Regions from separate parts of the Mus musculus genome. Here region 1 is linked to region 2. A link is a contact called in public Hi-C data. All regions are on one chromosome and are shown on one strand. Each heading gives the region's core, a stretch centred on a gene start, on an enhancer-like site or on the middle of the called end of the contact. The rest is flanking DNA. Distances are from core to core; before and after follow the strand shown.

Region 1 (5,869 bases), core at 1,656-4,155, 2.7 Mb after region 2:
ACAGATATATTCTCAGGGGAACTGAGCATGTTTGATAGTAACTAAACATGTACAGGACTTGTAGGAGTTCAACCATTGAAAGAATCTCTTCTCCACATCAATAGTTACCACTCATATAATCTTAAGGAAATCCTGACTCTTGTAAGTTTCAGGAACTTCCTAAAACTTCTCAGATTTGTTTACTTCCTGAGACTTACTAGACTAGTCAATGTTGAGGGAGGGGATACAAGGGAGGGGCTTTAAACTTTCTTTACTGAATGAGATGAAGAGAGACTTCCTCTAAGAGGAAATGTTTAAATTCAGAGGAAATAGTTGCACAACACAAACACTTCACAGAGAACATAAATCACAGAGAGTTTATTAGGTAGTTAATGAAGACAATTGAAGAAAAAAGCTGCAAAGGATTTACAGTGTAGGGGCCTTTCATCATCCTTAGAAACGTTCTCAGTCTTGATACTCTGTGATTACTACAAATCACTTTGGATACAGATCTTTACTACTTTACTGATTTATTCCAAGAGAAGCCCTCTCCCCCTACTATCAAACACACTATGTACCATGTCTAGTGAGTATTAAAACTCCAGTAGTTTCCTCTTGTCATTGTTGTTCCCTCATAGTGATCAGGCCAGTTCCTGCTGGGGCTGGAAGTCACCAGATTGCATTTAGAAAGAAACTAAAAATTAATTATTCTATAGACTACCAGACAGACACCATTCTGGTTGAGGGGACTAAGATAACATCTCCATCTGAGGATGCATCCTGCTAGGCGGCCTGGTAGTCACGTCCTGGTTTCTTCTGCTCAAAAAGCTCTCTGTGCATGTGGTCTTAATGACTAGCACGTAAGCTTGACTTGAACCACCCTTCTTTACTTCAAGGCACAGGTGGTTAGGTATCCCTATAGAAAGATGCCCCCGTGCAATCTCATTCATTATGGCACACAAATAAGAGGGGGGGGGGGATAGAAAAAAAAAACCTGTTATTGAAGTTCAAGGATGTTCCTCGTCCTTTGGTAGCAGGGAAAAGGTTGCAGTTCCTTCCACAAAGCAGTACCTTGTCAAGATATTCCTAACAGAAAGAGCAGCACTTCCATTTTTGGGCAACCAGCCATCATAACGAGGCCAGCTGGCTCATGGTCAGCATCAACCCAACAGGAGCGAACTGGAAATAGAAGCCAACAGCGCCACCATGTGGAAAAGCTGGAAACTTTGAAGGCTTCTGCAGTTTTTCCACAAAACCGGAAGAAATTCAGAGCCTTGAAGGGAATTCCTAGATCTAGTGTCTGGGTTCCCTTTTCAGAATTAATCCATCAAAAGGTACTATAAAAAGGGCCCTCTAACTAATACAGCCTACAGCAAGTACACAGGGGCCTGAAGAAAATACCACCAGTATATGGCAGGTAGCTGATCGTTACCTGGGAGACAGGGGAGCTTCAGGAGGCAAGATAATGCCTGAACTCGGACTACAAACTTTTTCCCTCATCTAAGATAAAGTTATTGCAAACTACAGGATGGAAACCACAAGCCGTGATATTCCCTCATGAAGTCCTTCCTACCATAGAACCCTCACTACTGCCCAAGGGACATCCTTGACTATAAAGCACAGAAGATTCTCCCATTTAGGACAGGGATTACAACACAGGAGAAAGAACGATGAACTGAGACTTGGTGACCTTTATCCTACTTCGGACTTGACCACTAATGGCGATACTTTCCATTACCCGACTTGCCTGCTTCAAGCATCAGTTTCCTCACCTCTGGGGGTAGGGGTTTTAAGTTCTACTAAACTAAGGTGGACTCTCTGGAAATGACCCTTCAGCATCTATCTGTAGTTTGACATGAGGCTCTGGGCGTTTGTCACTATGACACATCACCCAACAGCCTAGGAGAAGATTTCAATCATCCAAGATCTAGAGAACCTTCATTTCAACAAGACCCCCGAGGGGATTAGAATACACACTAAGGTCTGAGAAGCATCTCTTTAGATCATCAGTCAGATGTAAAGACCATAAATGCAGAACATATCTAAGGCCTGATCTACTACCAGCATTATGGCTTCCTGGTACATCTGCATATCAATGGCACTTAGCGTCCATACTGGAGAATTAGGTAATTTCATTAAGGAGGGTCTTAGTTTTATTAATATTTTTGACTGAAAATATGTATTTACCTAAAGGTTTTGTTCTGTTTTTAATACAGTTCTGAATGACTTGTGGGTCATAAAAAATGAGTTAATTTCTTACTGTATTTAAAAACAAGGTTAAATCTTACAGTGTCTTCAACAACTGGTATCTACAATTTAGCAGTAGGAGTTCCTTATAAGAGAGAATAAATTAATATGTTTAGTACTATGATGACTTTGTGGAAGGGTTTTCAAACTCGAGTTTTAAAGCTTCTGTTTGGTCTTTGACTTCTGCGTCTATTATTATGTTCCCAGAAGCAAGGTTGATTAGGTAAAAAAATATCATTTATCATACTTTAAGCAAGAATTCTAATTCTCAAAGGGTCTCTGACCAATTTTATATCTTATGTACTTTGTGTCTTTGGCCCTCCAAACTGCCAGTGAACCCTGAATACAGGAACCCAATGCTCTATGTATTCTTACCACAGCCTGCATCAGCTATGCCAACATCAAAAAGCAATTAATTTTTTCCTCTTGTCCAATTTCTGTTGATTTAAGGAACAAGGCATTTTTGTAAGTTCTGTTGATATTGAGATGATGCCCTTCCATGCGTTGAGGCCCTGGTGGCTTAGGTTCTTTTTTAAAAAAATTTTGAAGTGTGTTGGAACCTGGGCTATTTCTCAAGATGAAGGCCATGAAACAATTTTAAAAGTAGCATCACTCTGCATGAATTATTGGCTCAGACTCCAGAGAGGATGCTGGCAGGCTGATTTACAATAAAATGAGTTCTGTTCTTTTCTTCCTGGCTCATTTTTAAGCATCTGCTGAGAAGATTGCAGTTCCTCCCATGTAGTAAACACAGCCCCAACATTAAAAGGAAACTAGAATATGCCTACTGGTTTAAACTCGTACTTGACTTTAAAATGTCCTCTCTCTTTACCTGCGTGGCAGTTTGAATAAAAATGTCCCCCATAGGCTCATATAGTTGAATGCTTAGTCATCAGGGTGTGGGCTTGCTGGACGAAGTGTGTCACTGGGGACAGGATTTGTGTTTTCAAAAAGCCTATGCCAAGCTCAGAGTCACTCTCTTCATGCTGCCTGTGGATCCAGCTGCAGAACTCTCAGCTACTATGTCTGAGAGCCACCATCATCCCTGCTGTGAGGATCTGAACTGGTAAGCCAGCCCCAATTAAATGCTTTCCTTTATAAGAGATGCCAGTGGCCATGGTGTCTCTCCACGGCAATAAGGTACTGACTGAGACAGTCTGTAATTTAATGTATATTTTAGAAATGTAGAGTGGGAGGAGCAAGAAATGGGGAAGGAGCAGAAGGAGGGAGGAAACTGGGCATTAGAAGAGTTAGAGATGGCCTTGTCAGCCACTCAGCTACTGCCTTCTGAGCTGATCAAAGAGTGTTGCAAAAGTTAAAATGATTGGTTTTGCAAAAGAAGACAGATAAAGTCATTCTTATCACCCACACTAGCAAGGCCAAATGTCTACAGCGCTAACCTTACTCACCCAAGCAATGGTAGCTCTGCCTGCCTGGGGACCCACCCCAGCTGTGCCCATTCCTAAGGGAAGAAGAAGGCTGTAAGAACGAGAGGTGTGGCTCATAAGGTACAAAATGCTAATCAACCCTCTTTTTTCTAGAATCAATTTGGAGTACTTGGGAATCTGAATTTTCCACCTAAACCCTCCTGAGACTATTCATAGGTTGTGAGATCTCTCCCTCCCTCCTGGCCCCCCCTCCTTCTCAGATAGATGTCTGTTGTTGATCAGATATGCCCCCTTAAACTAAAGGCAGCTAAGAAGGCTTAGATAAAGGCTGGGTGTGTAGACTAGAGAGTTTCAAGTCTATAGACTCTGTATGCAAGACAGAACCAGGAGTGAAGAAAAGAAAAGGTGTGAGGTGCAGGTCAGGTCTTGATATGGATATCCACACAGTCTAAGTTCTCAGTCCAAAACTAGCATTGTAAAAGCACATTTCTTAGGATGCATAGTTTACTAGATTTATTTGTTACCTTAACTACTTATACTATGTGTGCCCAAAGCCCGCCGTGACATGGTGAGACACATCTGTAAACAGACATATTCTCTTATGAGCTCAGGCCAAGCTTGAATAGTGAGACATTAACCCTGTGTTTGAATATCACCTTTCCAGCTTTGCTTGTTATGAATACCAGACAATTCACTAAAAATCTCCATCATATACTAAAGCATTACATTTAAATGTTCATGGCAGTCATCCTTACTTACTCTCGAGTCTCCTTTCTCTTTAGTATACAAACCACCTATAATTCTGGGAGCTTGGTTTGACATGTTGCTTGTAGCTTTCCTCATTTCTGTTGCACATACTTAAAACCTGAGCAAATTCTATGCCCCTCCTCCTTGGTCATCCACTGGATTCATCTGACTTACTATGCATGCATTCCTTTGTTCTCCTGAGTTTCCACAACTTTCCTTCCGTTTGCCTACTGGGGTAGGCTAGTGAATTGGTATCTGCCAACTTGCTAACACTGCAAAGTCCAACTTTCAGAAGGCTTATTGTAACATGGAGAACTGCCAGTGATGAACATGCCAGTGAGGAACCTGTCTGAGCTCCAGACAGTAAAATTTAAGCACTGGCCATTAGTCTCTGATAGTCTCCAAAAACTCCTCAAAAAAAGAGAGATTTGAAAAATTATTTCACCTTCCTAATACCAATAAAAGAACATACTTCAAATCTAGATAAGTGTAAAAGTGATAGATGTGAGCAGTAGTCTCTGATAGTCTTTATGGTAACAGGTGTGAGCATGACAGATGCAGAAAGACCTGGCACACTCAGCTTGTCCTGCCTTCTCAAGACAACACTTGCACACTGGTCTCTCTACAGACTCTCTTTGTATGGTCACAGGGTGACCCTGGAATATTTGGCTTCTGGTGTCTTTTCTGAAAAACAACTGCCCCACCCCTACCCCACATGACCAAGAAAACTTTTCTTCTCTGAAATTAGGTAGAGTCAAATTCGTATAGTAAGTCTTTTCCTGCCCTACACTGGGGAGAGAAAACTTGTAGAGCACACCTCTAGCAGAAAGACAGGGCATCAAGTGAGGGATGGGGTTACCATCCCATAATCAAAACTCTCACTTGTAATTAATTATTCCTGTCTGAAAGAACTGCAGCGACAGAAATGGAGAGGAGCCGGGGGTTGGGGGAAAGGAGGCCCAGTGACAGGCCCAAAGTTGGATCCAGCTCAAGGAGAGGCCCTAAGGTCTGACACTATTACTGAGGCTATGGAGTGCTTACAAAAAGGGACCTATCATGACTGCCCTCCGACAGACCCAACAAGCAGCTGAAAGAGTCAGATGCAGATATTTGCACCCAACCAATGGACAGAAGCAGCTGACCCCTGTGGTTGAATTAGGAAAAAGCTGGAAGAAGATAAGGATGTGGGCAACCTAGTCAGAGGACCAGTAGTCTCAATTAACCTGGACCCCCAAGATCTCTCAAACACCGGACCACCAACCAGGCAGCATACACCAGCTGATATGCGGACCCCAACACATAGACAGCAGAGGACTGCTGGGTCTGGTTCAGTCAGAGAAGATGTACCTAACCCTCAAGAGACTGGAGGCCTTGGGGAGTTTAGAGGTCTGGTGGGGTAGGGGTTGGGGACATCCTCATGGAGACAGTGGGAAGGAGGTATGGGATGGGGAATGGTCAGAGGGTGGACCAGGAAGGGAATAAAATCTGGAGTGAAAAAAAAGATTAAA
Region 2 (5,678 bases), core at 2,733-5,232:
ATATATAAACTATAAAATCTTGAGATTACGAGGGTGAGTTCAGTGGGAAAGGCAAGCTGAGACCTAGGACGTAACTGTCTTTGCTGCTCTACTTTTATTTCCTTAAGAAACATCTTTTACAAATTCCATTTTTTTTCTTTTAGGATATATATTGTTTTATGTTTAAACAGAATTTGAAGTTCATAATGCTGAAGTAACCCCTAAGTCATAAAAGGATGTGACTAGGTGATGTATCATCTCACCACTATATAAGCAAGTTAGATTGGGGACTTTAAAATGAGGCGAATGTTCATATAACATCAGAAAATTGATTGTCCTTCCTATCTAACATTCTGCCTTCTGGATAAAACCAACCAGATTGGAGAATCAGTAACTGACAAGCCTGTCTGCGTCCAGTGACTGCCTCTCCCTGTACTGCAGGAAAACATTTCCACCTATTGTCCTTTCCCAGAATATCTGGAGAGCAAATGAAATCAACCATAATGACTACCAGAGCCAAATAATAATCAGTTTTTAATTGAAGCATCAAGCCAATTAATTTGTGACAACGTCCTATCAGTTCTTATTCCACTCGTGAAGTTTCATAGGACGCAGGCCATTTTCAGCTCCAGAGCATTCCTGGAAGTATTTAGTATTTGGACTTTTCTAAAATCCCCTTTACTAGGGAGAAAATATTTTAGAGATGGTGTCTCAAGATTTAATTTGAGATCGCAAAATAGAATCACTTGTTTGATTGAATCAAATTTTATTTAAATTGAGGCATTTTAAACCTCAAACATATTTCTTATAATTAAAAAAAAATCTTTTGCTTTTTGTTGTTTTTCAGAAACCTAATGGAACTCAAAATTTTAATTTACTTTGTTTATTAATACAAATACATGCTTTGTGGCTGCCTGTGTGGATAACTACATAGACTAGTAAAGATATTGTTATGCTCATAAAATTTCCAAGGTAATATATTTTAAGAACTAACTTTTTTTTTCTTTTTCTGGGGACCATTTATTCTTGCTTCCCCTGAAACACTTTACATAAATGTTGCCCAGATGATAGTGTGTAACAAACACTCAGTAATAAAAAGCATCGATATATTTTCTAGCTTCCATTGACATTAAATTACAAGTGTTATATAAAAATTAAGTTCCATATTTAGATTAATCAATAGGCAAATAATGGATGCTTTCCACATGAATGATCACTAAACCACTTCATCAATAGGAAATTGCCTCACTTAAGAACTTTAAGGTGAAAATACCTGGCATTATCCCAATACATATATGCTGGCTTTCAGCAAGAAGAGCTTCAGTATTGTCTGCCTTGCATTCAGCTGTATTGAAAATAAAATACACTAATAAAGATGTTGAGAGCACCCTGAGAAAGAGCTCTATTTTAAATGTTAACCGTTGCTTCTTAGTTCTGATTTTTTTTTCACTTTTATCTTGTGGCCCAGTATCTTTATCTGGGTCTTGGCTTGTATTCGTTATTCCTAGAATACAATGATCCATCTTTCCCCCTATCCTTTGAGTACTATTTCATAAGAGGGTTAATATCTCAAGAGCTGTAAAGACCACCCTTAGTACACTCTAAAATTTCATTAGAGTCGAAAATGACCACACGTGATAAGCACAAACTTCACAAGGCACCCTGGAAAATGTATTTTCAGCTCTCTGACAGGGATAGGATATTCTCACCAAGTATGCACAACATCTTAAATATATATTTACGTTTTTTTGTGGCTTATACACTACAGTTAAATATACCCATTGTCCACCACGGCTAAGTGAGTACTTATCAGAGAGATCTGTGGTTTTGAAAATACTAGAAAATGTCAAAGGCACTGTGAAATGTGAAGAATCTTGCTTCCACAAATAATCTGAACTCAAGGCCCTTTCCCAACAACCTGCCCCCACCTTCTCCACTGCCTTAACTTCACCATTCTTCCACCCCTCCATGTTCTGGGCATGAATCCCTACTCATCCTTTACCCTACTCTCTAAGTCTTACAACAGCTTTCCTCTGTTCTCAGAGAAGGTCCCTTGGGCTAGGAGCTCAGTCAAAGGCTGAATGGGCGACTTCCCAAGCAGGTGACAAGGAAAGGGGAGGGAGAGCAGAGGGTGTGGTACTCCCTTTTCTTCACCACACCCCAACCCTGGGATTTTGCACTCTGGTCCATCTCAGCTCAGAGGGGACCTAGCAGGTCGCCTTGCTGAGCTCCAAGCAATTAGTGATGGCCAGCCACTGGGCACTCTCTGGCAACAAAATTATATTAAGTAGGAAACATTTTTTTAAAATAGACACAAAACTTGCCTTTAAAGGAAGCAAGTGTCCAGAGTAGCAGGCAAAACCAAGGATTAGTTCATATGATCCCCAGAAAGCCACAGAGAAAACGGAAAGGCTCCTTAGAAAGGGACCTCACAGATTACCTCCCACCCTTCCCTTGTTGCCCTTTGAGACCTGAGAAGACCTTGGGTTGGGTTGGAAGGGGAGAGAGAGGCTTTACCTCCTGGGGATGCCCTCAGGGCGCTGACTATGGTTGCATCCCCGAAGTGGCTCTGGCTCCCCGCACCGCTTTCCAGAGCACAGCCTGGGTTCCGACTCGCCTCCCGAAGACGGGGCGCCCAGCTGGGTGGTGCGCCGGGACTCGGGCTCACGTCTCCCGCCCAGGCTGGGTTGGACCCCCTATGCCGCGCCGCCTCAGCCACCAGGCTCGCTCGTCGAGCAACCACTCCACCGCCCGGCGCCCCCACACCCACCGGCTCCGCCGCGCCCGCTGGGAGCCTCTAGCGGAGGCCAAGCGAACCGCAGTTTACCCGCGGAGCTTGTGCTCCGACGCCGGCTGCTGCAAGGGCAGACCCGGCCGCCCTGTGCACTTCCCGAGCTCTGCATCCCGCCAGCCTGCTCCATCCTCACCTGCCACTCAATTCTTGACAAGACCCGGGCCCACTGCTCCCTATCGCAAGGATGGGATAGGTGTGAGGAGCTAGAGAAACACCTTACCAGAACAGAAAATCAAAACAAAACAAGAGCCAAGCCCAGATGTAAATCAGCCTGGACAGAAGATCCAGTTCCAGATGCAGTTCCCAGTAGGTATCCAGAAGTGTGCAGAAAGGACACTCCCTTTTGCCGACCGGTTCTCAACCATCTGCACCGGCTGGTCTGGCTGGTCTTCCACTTACCAGCCGGGAGCCATTCACACGGGTTGTGCAGCTGCGTGACAACAGCCCAGGGGGTTCCATGTAACTTACCTTACCCCCGCCGCATCCCAGCATCTATTTTAAGTTATTCTCTCAGGAGATTCAAGCGGCTGGGTTGCGGTCTCTTACCTTGACATGTTGTTCATGCCCCTTCGTGTCCTTAAAATCCAAAGCCAAGGAGGATGAAGCTCACAGGAGTCTCCGGGCTTCTTTAGGCGTCCTCCTGCCTCAGCTCTGTCAGCTTTTCCTTTCAAAGGGGTCAGGAAGGGAATGTCGGTTCTAAAGCCCTGACAGTCTAGGTGTCTCCAAACCCTCACGCCTGTGGCGACTGATACAGGGACAACCTTGGATGGCCGTGGAAACCTTCCCTGTCCCTGCTCAGGCAACTTGGCTGCGGATCCAGTTTTCTTCCGTGACCCCACAGATGCGTCGGATAGCCAAGCTGGGTACGCCGTCAGGAGCCGGGGCTCCTCTCTGATTCTCGCCACCGCACCCCTCCCCCTGCTCCCGCCAAGTGGGAAGAAAACCTGCGCTCAGGCAGGTTCGGTGCAGAGCAGGTGCTGGCAGCAGAGCCACGCCGAGGATCGCGCTCCACCACCAAGGCGTCTTGGCTACAGCCCTTGCGCCCAAGCGTCTGCGCCAAGGAAACTTTGAGCGGAGGCCGGAAAGCCAAGGGATGGGTGGTGGAAGGCCCTGTGAGGTGGCTGAGGAGCTGGGAAGGAGAGACACCGGGCGGGCGGCGGGCTGCTGGGTCCCGGCGGCCACACTCAGCGCGCGGACTGCGCGCACACACGCCCGGCTTACACGCACCGCTCACACGCACACTCCCGCGCGCGCGCACCAACACGCACGCCCAGCCTCGCGATCGCGGCCCCAGGCCACAGGCGAGAGCCAGAAGAAAGCCTTCACCGGGGGTTCCCAGAATGGGTAGGCTGGCGACATCGTCCCTCCTCTACAGTTAAAGGAGTACTTTAGTCCGATTTGTCACCTCCCATCTCCCCGCCCTGTCTCGAGTCTCCACTTCTGGCTGTTTCCTGTGGTCAGCTCTTCTCCAGGTACCCTGAACGTGGAGAGAGCAGGACTTCAGACACTTTCCCATCACCACCCTTCCGGGGCACCAGAGCCCTTCTTCGGTGGAGTGTCTGCTACACCTTCCTAAGGAGAAAGGGGCTCCTTGACATCCTTTAAACCGAAGAGCCTGGGCATCATTTCTTGAACAGAATCTTGCGACATCCCCTTGTGCTCATTCCCGGTGTAACTTTGTCTCAAAGAGCTCCTGAAGTTCACTTACATGCTCTTGCAAAGAACTGCTCAGGGACTTGTGTTAGGCAGCTTTTGGATCAGGACTCATTTCAGGTTTTCTGCTTTTATTAAAAACTGGATGGTAGCAAGCGAAAGACTCAGCGGGAGAAAGGTGTGGGGATGGGGCAGCATGGAGATTCAGCCCATTTAGTTTCCCTTTCCAAAATTTTGGCAAGAGGTTGTGGAATATGTCTCCTGGTAGCTCCTACTGCACTTACTCAGTACTTAAGGCAGGGATGCCTGGTTACTGCACAAATGGGCCCGCTAAACCACAATGTGAAGAAATCAGAGATCCGCCAGAAGTCCCTGCAAAGAATCCACCCTCTGGAAGTTTGTCTTGCTTGGACTGGAGAGCAGGAAATCATTCCGGAAAAAAACGGAAACTTTTGCTACGATGGTTTCTTGATTGTTTTATTTTGTTCCTTTATTTGGAACCCTGATTTTTCTTTATATGCCGCGCTCGAGTTCACCAAAGCTTTGCTGCAATTATTCTGTTTCCCAAGTACTGGAAAGGCTGGGAGGCTGCAGGTTTCTCTTTCAATGTCTTTCCGAAATCTCTGTGGATAGAGACAGAAAACGAAAAGTGATACTGCATAGAGATGGCGCTAGGACCCTTTGCAGGAGGGACGTGCGCCACTCCCCCGCTGTTTCTACAAGAGCTTATTCTCTCAAGATCCAGGGTATTTTGAGTGGTCCTTTCCCAGTTGAGTTAGAAGCTGGCTGGCTGAGAATAAGAAAATACAGTATGTGAGCACTTGGAGGAGAAACTGTAGGTTGCAATAGTGGAAGGGAGGAGGATTTTGAGCAAAAGAAGAAACTTGTGTTGTTAGGAGCTGCGACCACGCTATTCATTGCCTGAGTAGCCAAGCATGTTAAGGTAAGGATGAAGTAACAACCATGCAGTATGCAGGGTCCGGTCGAGTGTCATTCTGAAAGCATGAGTGCAGTCTGAGTTTCTTGAGTGAGTCAGCGTGTTGAATCCTGTGTGAGACAACCAGGCAGAATCACTTCCTTACATTCTTCCTGAGTTTGGGGATGATGCGGAAACTGCCCCTTGGAAGGAATGAACCACAAGCTATTTGCTCTGCTGCTAAAGGAACAGCACCAACAGAGTCTGCATGTTTGAGTTCAGTGTTGACTTTCCTTGTGCAGTGAAGGGAAGAGCTAGAAGCTAACCCACCCAAGG

Evidence for each region. Hi-C and Micro-C count contacts between places; a contact is called where the count stands out from the background.
Region 1: a Hi-C map of cortical neurons shows a contact between it and region 2, with 7 times the contacts expected there. The contact joins the enhancer-like site here to the promoter of Lingo2 in region 2. A contact is called at or near these places in 2 of 39 promoter capture datasets (cranial neural crest and hippocampal neurons), 7 of 484 Hi-C or Micro-C datasets (cerebral cortex, cortical neurons, forebrain and 2 more) and 4 of 115 datasets of contacts at active chromatin or transcription factors (embryonic forebrain, forebrain, neural progenitor cells and 1 more).

Annotation. Positions count from the first base shown.
Region 1 is chr4:39,696,611-39,702,479 of GRCm38.p6, forward strand. No RefSeq gene overlaps it. Among named protein-coding and RNA genes, the nearest start is that of Gm42272, 13 kb to the right of the region's middle. Within about 2 kb of position 2,906, at least 3 of the 459 cell types and tissues checked have an H3K27ac peak or open chromatin away from gene starts, as enhancers often do. A contact at or near this core is called in cortical neurons, where this site is marked.
Region 2 is chr4:36,947,762-36,953,439 of GRCm38.p6, forward strand. Lingo2 (leucine rich repeat and Ig domain containing 2) reads right to left here and starts at 3,983. Exons shown (of 8, transcript NM_001165999.1): 1 at 3,320-3,983. It overlaps Gm12371 (predicted gene 12371), which reads left to right and starts at 5,205. Exons shown (of 2, transcript NR_151511.1): 1 at 5,205-5,369.